3 separate regions of the Gossypium hirsutum genome follow, and regions 2 and 3 are each linked to region 1. Evidence: chromatin contacts called from public Hi-C data. All regions are on one chromosome and are shown on one strand. Each heading gives the region's core, a stretch centred on a gene start, on an enhancer-like site or on the middle of the called end of the contact. The rest is flanking DNA. Distances are from core to core; before and after follow the strand shown.

Region 1 (2,871 bases), core at 275-2,774:
GCAGCATCCATCCCCTATCACAAACCCCTTCATTTTTTTGCAGACCTCCCCACCATTGCCCTCTCCCTCTCTTCCCCCTATTCCTTCTTCACCATTATTCCCAAGGAAAATGAACCCCAAGAAGACAGCAAGAGTGTGGCCACAAAGACCGAACCTTTATGCCATATGCATCATGCTTGCACGCTGAATGTTACCACATTTCCAAATAAAGCCTGAAATGAAATTGGTCTCAATTACAAAGCTTCGATTTGCCTAAATGACAAAGCTAACATGGGGAGTTGCAGTTTGCTTACTGAGTAGATCACAGAAATAAGCTCGATATCAAGACTCAACATCCAAGCGTTTGGGTCTCTTTCAAAATCAAAGTAACCAATGCAGATTGAATGGACCCAAAGAGGCAATAGAAGGAAACCAACATTATCTCTAATGGATACCCTTTCAGAACTGCAGCCTTCAAATTTAGTAGGGAAAGTATCAATTTGAAGTAGCCAAGCATCGTGGATTATGAAATAGCATATTAAATTACCTGACCAATGATTTTTGTTGAAAGTGACAAAGAGGCAGTAGCGATGAAGAGGCCACCAATGAGCCAATTGTTAGATGTTGTTAACATGGTAGAAAGAGATCGGTGTAAATGCGGTTGAATTCATGGAGAAAGTATTGGCATAGTAGCAAATATTAAAGACAGCTAATTATGCCTTATACTACAAAAATAAATGGCATAGCAGTAGAGACGAACCTGAAGATAACAGCAAGCAAGAAAGTGAAAGCTGGGATTAAGTTGGCTAGAGCAGAAGCAAGGGTTGGAGAGCTGTATCTTACACCAATGATTACACAGTTTTGCATCAAAGTGATCCTGCAAAAAGCCCAGTTTTATAACCCAATTTTTTCACCAATAAAGGAATTATTGAACTATTTTTAGATTTAATTACATATCCAGCAATGCTTAAACAGAAAATTTTGCACAAAAAAGATAAAGTAATTGGTGGCTGCTTTTTCTTGCAAAGAAGTCCCAAAATAGAAATAATACCATTAATTGCTCATCCATTGATTTAATTGATAGATAGATGAGAACCTTGTGAAGAAAAAAGCTGCTGGAAGAAGAATGAGAGAAGCCAGAGCATTTGACTAGATGACAAGGACAAAATGGCTCATTCCTTTGGACATGGAAACTTTGTTGAGGGTTAGAGAAATGATGGTGAAGAAGGAATAGAGAGGAGAAGGGGAGAGGGCAATGGTGGGGAAGTCTGCAAAAAAATAAAGGTGCTTGTGATAGGGGGAGGGATGGTGGGGAAGAAGGAGGGGGATGAGAGAGGGATGGAAAATAGCTTTTCTGTTAAGTGAATAACGGAAAATGATAGCACCGTTACAACATAACGGAAAGTGGTTAGTAGTGACCGTTTTATTATTTTTTGAAAGTTCAGTGACTGAATTGAAATTTGAGTGATTGAATTAAAATTTGAGTGACTATTTTGTCAGCTTCTCTAAAGTTATATTTTAAAATTTTGAGATATTTCATGTAGGTGAAATGTTAGAAGGATAATGGTACAAACTCCGGTGGAAGCAATATGGACGCTTCAATAGTCCCATCTCCTAAGCTCCCGCCTCCCCACTTCGAACCTAACACTGAAAACATCAAACGGAGGCTTCTCCGGAAAGGCGTTTACCCTACTCCCAAAATTGTTAGAACTCTCAGGAAAAGGGAAATTCTCAAACATAACCGCAAAACTAAACAACCCCAGCCTGAAACCCCATCCCTCTCCGCTTCCGAACTCCAGTCTTTGGCTGAAGCGTCTCACTTTTTAACCCTAAAACGCGAGTACAGACGCTTCTCGAAAGCTCTCAACCCAAAAGGGAGTGCCAGAGTCCTTCCTTGGCGGGAAAACCATGGGAGAGAATCGAGGGACCCAAACTCCGGGACCTCGTTTCAGAAGACGAAGAGTTCCACGGGGAGAGCTTGAAGAGACAGAACCTTAAAGAACTCAAAGAAATGTTCGAAGAGGATCTCCGTTGGGTCCTGGAGGATGATGTTGACGTGGAAGACGATGATTGTCTGTTACCCACTGAAAAGCAAATGCAGGACTTGGGCCCTTCAAAACGTTGGCGTAACGAGAAAGAAGCAATTCGATTCCTTGTTGACAGGTTTCGGTTTTTTGTGCTTTCATTTTCTTTTATCATCAATTTCCTGTATTTTTCACTTTTTTTTTTCATTATAATTCCAGGTTAAGTGAGAGGGAGATAACGGAAAGGCATTGGAAATTTGTAAGGATAATGAAGCAATCAGGGTTGCAATTTACAGAGTGGCAGTTACTTAGGATTGTTGAAGGACTTGGAAAGAACGGGAAATGGAGGCAGGCAATGGCCATTGTCCAATGGCTGTATGGCAATAAGGAGCGTAAAGATTTCAAAAGCAGGTGATGCTTCTTCCCTTTGCATTCATTTCAATCAATTTGCAAATTTTTTTTATTTAAAATTTGTGATTATTTCTTTTTCGGCTTACCAATGTTAGTTGGAAGTAAAGTAATTAGACAATTAGGTAGTTTGGTGTTGGATATGAGGTCATAAGATTGTACAATATATGAACTTATTGAAGCTTCTTGTAGGTTTGTTTACACAAAACTGTTGTCAGTTCTTGGGAAGGCGAGGCGACCCCAGGAAGCTCTTCAGATTTTCAAGCTGATGCTTGTTAGTATTCACTTTCACTATTTTATTTTATGCAGCGGGTGATCCTTTTGCCTAATTATGATATGCTGGCTCAATACCTAGTCTTGACTTTTTTAGGGAGACTGCCTTATATATCCCGATTTAGCTGCATATCACAGTATTGCTGTTACATTGGGGCAAGCTGGTCTTTTGAAGGAATTGCTGAAC
Region 2 (2,941 bases), core at 28-2,527, 300 kb before region 1:
TATTTCTTTGATTTGGTAAATGCTTTATAGCTGTCTTGATTTGCTACCTTTGAATGATCTACAAACGCTTATTTGTTCCAGTTGCCTTCAAAGTTCCTCCATACACAGTCCCCTAAAGCTTACCGGCTACTACCTCGACCAAAAGAAATGGTGGATTTCGAGTTTCAAGCTCGGCTTTTCTCCAAGTGGTATCATCCCAATCCCATGGACAAATGGATTATCAATGAACACCCAATCTAATGTCGTTTTGGATGCAAATGAACTCTTTGAATCCCTATCCCAATGGACTGTCAATGCTTTTCAAGAGAAACAGCTCAACTCTGCATATCCATATCACAAGCCATTGAATGGATGGTAGGTAGTGATGTAGCATTTCAAAGAAACCACTCAATTTGGTGTAGTTGTTGAATAAAATGATTGACAATACAAAAGCATTATGAAGACCAAAAATAGAATCTTTATAGCATTAGTTTCAGACAATGCTTAAACGTAGCAGATTCTTTGCACAGCCATTTCCATGTATTTAACATTATAAGTTCCATGCCTACGAATTTGATCATGCAACCAAATAAAATGAAAACAAAAATTGCAATATATAATAGCATTATCAAAGTCTACAAAATCCCAGATTCCTCATCCAATAACATGAAGATAAATACTATGAAAAATGATGTCCAATAGTTGCAAACTCCGTAAATTGTAACATAACAAAGGATATCATAGCAATGAAAAACAAGACAACCTTAATCAACACTCTGCATGATATCCTCGGCAGAGAACTTAGTACCCTTATCCTTATCAGCAGCAGCCCGTCCCTTAGCCTTACGGTCCAACAACGACTTCCGGTCCTTGTCCAGCCTCAGCTTGGTAATGACAACCTTGGATGGGTTAATCCCAACGTTGACGGTCGACCCGTTAACTTTCTCCCGGGTGATGCGCTCGATGTGGATCACCCATTTGCGACGGTAGACTTGAACAACTTTCCCTTCCCGGCCTTTGTAAGTCCCACGAACCACTTGGACCTCGTCGTCCTTGCGCACTGGCATGGACCGGACGTTGTACTTGGACCTCAAATCGGATGAGAGTGGGGCGCTCATCAACACACGGCGGACCGACGAGGGTGCCGTGAAATGGGCCTTGCGGCTCTTGCGACGAGAGGAGGAGACTCGTGGGTTGTACTTCATTTTTGCTGTGGGGAAAGGGGTTTGAATCCTCTTCGACTCGGCGACGGCCAACCTAGAGTTTGAGTAGTAGGGTATTGAGAGAATATATGGCGGTAACTAGGGTAAATTTAGGATTTGTTGGGCTTTAGGACTATTTTTCTGGGCCTTTTTGTGGGTTGTGGCCTAACTTGGATTTGGATTTTCCTTTTCCCTCTCCTATCTGATTAAGATTTTTTAAACCTAATATCGGTTTTGATATTTAATATATTTATGGTTTTTTTTAATTTTATTAATTCATTCAAAGCTATTAGATATTTATTTTTGAATATATTAAAAAAAACTAATAATTTATTAGCTTAGGTGCTATTTGATAGATGTTGGAAATTTTTTAATATATTATTTAAAATTAAATGTAATCTATCAACAAACATTTTGTGTAGTGATAATTGATAAGATATATTGCATTTTCAAACGGGGAATGTAAGTTTAAACCTTATAGACAATATTGTTAGAGGAGACAATATTAAATCTCGAGCAGAAATAATAAAAAGAATGTAAAATATACAAAATATAATAATATATAATTAATTATACATAAGAAATATTTAAAATAAAATATATTATCAAATAAAACGCATTATAAATCTAAAATAAATATTATATTGAGAGTAATTGATGGTTTATGTTTCAATGAAAGTTTTTTCTTTTTTCTTTTTGGATAAATGAGAATGAAAAAGTAGATGTTAAGTAAACTTAAAGATTTTAAACGATAATATAGTCTTGAAATAGTAAAAGAATAAAATAGATATAATTAAATGCATTCTTATTTTTAATATTTTAAATTAAAAAATACTATGTAATTTTTATTATAGATGATCTAATATGACAAATGTATTGACCTTTGAGTTGAAATAAGTTTAAAACTAGCATTAATTTAAAGCTTAGATTTGTACAATCCTTTCCTGCTCTTTCCAAAACTAGCCAAAAAAAAAAAATCATCCTAAAATATGTGTTATTTTGTTATTATCTTTTTTATACTAGCTATGAAATGAGAAAATAGAGGTATACCAAATATAGGTATGTGGTTGACAAAGGTTCTAGTTAATTTTGGAATTTCTTGAACTACTTCATAACGTACCAACCTTTGTAACCCTTCAAAGTGGATATGATCAATTTTCTCGTGCCATAGTTCCAAGTTAGACACAACATCACTATCACACATGATAGATTGAATCGCCCTATAGTAATTATCAAAGGTGTGGGCTCATTCCATAATCTTCTCATCAGATTTGGTGGTTATAATACATTTGTCTTTTGTAAAGTTGACAAGCATACCTTGGTCACATAGTTGACTTATATTGACCAAGTTGGCTTTAAGATTATTAACCAGCTACAGATTCTTTAATTGAGGCATCCCAAGGACATTTAAGGTTCCTTTTCCCAGTATATGAATTTTCTTCCCATCTCCAAATGTCACCTTCCCAGCAAGACAATTCACAAAGTTAGACAAGTATAATTGATATCATCATATGTATAAAGCAACCACTATCAAAATACCAAACTCCATTAATGGTAGACTTTTGTGAACAATATGCAACATGCATATATCTAGTCTCCTTTTTTACCTACATTCGTTTATATTTCTTCACAATTGATGTGCAATCGAAGTGGGCTTTTCCTTAAGCACTGTGCGTCTCCACCTTGGATCATGCAGTATCTTGAAACACCAATGCTTGATATGTTTAAGGGCCCCATAGTAATAACAAACCACTTTTGTG
Region 3 (3,086 bases), core at 100-2,599, 500 kb after region 1:
AAACCAATGGTATCATCACATTTGATTGAACAACATGACAAAAGATATGTAGAGATGGTATAAAGGAACGCTACACATGTTGATCCCTAAGACATACACGTTGGAAGAAGCTACCCGCAACCATAGCAAAGAATGATCTACTTATAAGCTAATTGAGTTTAACCTTCTTCATCCCTACTCAGAGCTCTTAACATGCAGCATCCAAATTCTGAATAGAATCATCACTAGATAGCTTGAAACATGTAAATCAAATTCACCTAATTGGTTAATTCTTCCAAAATGTTACAGGTTTCTCCACCCAGGCATAGTTTTTGTTAATCTATTTATGTTTTACTTCAGAAGCAAAACAGCTGATAACAGCTCTACGCTAATTTCAGAACAATAACAGATAAACAATGGAAGAACCACTTTGCATTCTAGTTACAGAAAAAGTTAAAAAGACTCGAGAAATCATATTAAACACGGCAACAAAGCTGCAAATCTGGAAAAGGGTACATTTTTTGCCAAAGATAAGCTCGAATTTACCTGCTGTTAATGACATCAATCTCATGAAGCGTAACACAATGGACGACTTCTTTTCTTTTCTGCAGCTCTCCGTCTGGACATTGCACGAACTTTGTTTGCGGGCCCATAGCATCGTAATCCCTCGACCTTGAAAATGACCTTCCAAGCTTCGTTATTTTCCCTGAAGCTTTATCAATAGCTATCACATCTCCACTCTGCACTTTCTCTTTCCCTAATGCCTCGATCATCTTCGCCCCTAAATCGTAAACGGTCTCCATGTCCGTCGTTTTAAGCGTTAATTTTCCAGTTTTTGAAGCCGCCCCAGAAACTGCCGGCCGGTCAATCTGGATTTCAACGACTTCGCCTTCGATTATTTCAGTTTCTTCCTTGATTCTTACTCCGATGGACTTTCGAAACGCTTGCATTAAAGCTTCGGTTTTCGACATCTCAAGGGAGAAGATTTCGCTGCCAGAGAGCATAGAGAAAGGGGTTTCAAGGCCAAGGGATTTCGCCATGCCCATGGCGATGGCGGTTTTGCCGGTTCCAGGTTGGCCCGCTAATAAGATAGCACGGCCAGCAATTTTACCGTCTTTGATCATTTGGAGGATGACACCGGCAGCTTTACGAGCTTGTGCTTGGCCCACCATCCCTTCCGAGACGTCACGGGGCTCCAGAGAGGAGTCGAGGCCTAGGCCCCGTATGTGGGAATGAGCCCCAATGCGTTCGATTCGGGTCAGGTCTCGGCTCTCGGAGAGTTTCAGCTCCGCCATTGGATGATTGAGGGAGGGAAAGGCAAGGTTTTGGGTTTTGTGAGAAACTGAATTGAAATGGAAGAGAATGATGATGTAAGCTATTGATAATGCCTGTGTTCTGAACGCTTGTTTTCAGTTTTGGGTCTAGGGTAAAGTTCTAATTTTTGAATTTTTTTAGAGAGTGATGAAGAAAGCTATTAATAAAACTTGTGTTCTGAAGGCTTGTTTTCAGTTTTGGGTCTAGGGTAAAGTTCTAATTTTTGGATTTTTTAGAGTTTGGGCCTTCGGCTCCATTTGCTCCTTGAGCCCAACATTAGCTATGCAAATCGTGAACAGTTCAGTCCCCATGACATTGCTTAGTAATGATCTGCTAGAGCATTTTGGTCGAGGAGTCTTGTTTCTATCAGCTCTTTTCCCCATTTTACTAATAAAGCAAAGCAAAGATAATACATTAGGCTCCAAAATGAATCTATTGCATTTGCAGGCATGGTTGTTTTCTAGATTCTTGACCAATGAATCTATATTTCATTGGTATTTTCAAGTTCATGAATCTATTATTCTTCAACTACATCGGAGTTCTAACTGGTGGAACTACCCGAGTCTTCACAACAAGAACCCATGTTAAAGGACTTAAATTATTAAGCTTGATGGCAATTCTCTTTGACTAGATTACTTGGTGCTCTTTGTCTTGACCAGAATGCTCACCTTCAGTGGATTTCAGCCCCTCCTTAGCCAACCTTTTAGCTATCATCCTCTGTTTCAGCTTCTTCTTGGTACTACAATCACCTTCCTGCTGATCGCCTAAACAAACACCCCAAATCAATGAATTTATTTTAGTCTCCCATCTGGTTAAAGAAGAAGAAAGACCAAGTTAAAAACTTACCAGGTTTGTCACTTGAAGCAACTTGTTCCTGTCGAGCATTTTCTCGAACACCTTCAGGCTCACATTGCAATGAACCCACTCCATCTTTTTTAGATGACGGTAACAAAGGCCCAATTATCTTCCCACGACAAAAAGCATCTTCTTTGAGCTTTTTCTTTCGAAGTCTTTTCCTTTGAGCTCTACTCAGCTTCTGAGTCTCAGATTGACTTCCGTCATCTTCGTCGGCAGTCTTTGGGGAACTACACTTGTCCTCCTCAGAATCATCTGCCACCCAAATTTGATTACATTTTCTAATCTAAATTATTTGATGTTAAATAATTTTTTAATCACCTGGGAAGTCGACAGCCCTCTGTGATGTGATCAGCTGTTTCTTTTCCTCTTCCTCCTCAGATTCCGGTGGAGATGGCGGTGGATAGAGTGTTCTAAGAACAGCCTCATGGAATCTTTTTCGTTTCTCTTCACGTCTCATTAAAGACCACTCGTTCGCAGTATCCGGTGTGTGTTAAAACTTGGACAATTGGTGAATATTCTCTTCAAGTCTCGTTGAAGACCACTACTTTTGCAGTATTGTGGGATTATTTTAGAAATATTTTCGTAGCAGGATTAATTAACAAATTTCAATCGAGGAGATTATGGAGTCAGGGAGTGCATACCATTTGATAATAAATAATTAATACATAATTTTTTTTCTTTTCAGTTAGAACGAGTAATACGACTTGAATTTATATCAAACGAATATTAAATATGTGTTTTAAACTATTTTAGGTTGTATTTAGTTATACTTAAAAAATATTTTCGAAAGAAAAGTTATGCGAAAGAAGTAACTTTTAATTGAAATAAGTAGTTTTTCAAAATTACTTTTACTCTAAATCTAAAATTTTTAGCTTTTTTTAATCAAAATCACCTCTGAAAGCATTATTATTTTTTTCCCTCTATTTTCTTTCAAC

The links. Hi-C and Micro-C count contacts between places; a contact is called where the count stands out from the background.
Region 2: a contact with region 1 is called in a Hi-C map of leaf, with 2.0 times the contacts expected there. The contact joins the promoter of LOC107899345 here to the promoter of LOC107899277 in region 1. A contact is called at or near these places in 4 of 34 Hi-C or Micro-C datasets (callus and leaf).
Region 3: a contact with region 1 is called in a Hi-C map of leaf, with 1.5 times the contacts expected there. The contact joins the promoter of LOC107893145 here to the promoter of LOC107899277 in region 1. A contact is called at or near these places in 2 of 34 Hi-C or Micro-C datasets (both in leaf).

What each region holds. Positions count from the first base shown.
Region 1 is chrA11:62,107,813-62,110,683 of Gossypium_hirsutum_v2.1, reverse strand. LOC107899277 (pentatricopeptide repeat-containing protein At5g67570, chloroplastic-like) reads left to right here and starts at 1,524. Exons shown (of 10, transcript XM_016824949.2): 1 at 1,524-1,866; 2 at 1,869-2,142; 3 at 2,223-2,414; 4 at 2,604-2,685; 5 at 2,782-2,871. The coding sequence starts at 1,569. LOC107899286 (a long non-coding RNA gene) reads right to left here and starts at 1,450. Exons shown (of 4, transcript XR_005905090.1): 1 at 1,031-1,450; 2 at 740-856; 3 at 294-526; 4 at 1-212.
Region 2 is chrA11:62,407,826-62,410,766 of Gossypium_hirsutum_v2.1, reverse strand. It overlaps LOC107899345 (60S ribosomal protein L26-1), which reads right to left and starts at 1,277. Exons shown (of 1, transcript XM_016825033.2): 1 at 570-1,277. The coding sequence starts at 1,184. The coding sequence ends at 744.
Region 3 is chrA11:61,612,359-61,615,444 of Gossypium_hirsutum_v2.1, reverse strand. LOC107893145 (ruvB-like 2) reads right to left here and starts at 1,349. Exons shown (of 2, transcript XM_041081829.1): 1 at 526-1,349. The coding sequence starts at 1,274. It overlaps LOC107957876, which reads right to left and starts at 2,821. Exons shown (of 4, transcript XM_016893490.2): 1 at 2,470-2,821; 2 at 2,140-2,403; 3 at 1,962-2,057; 4 at 1,315-1,680. The coding sequence starts at 2,608. The coding sequence ends at 1,613.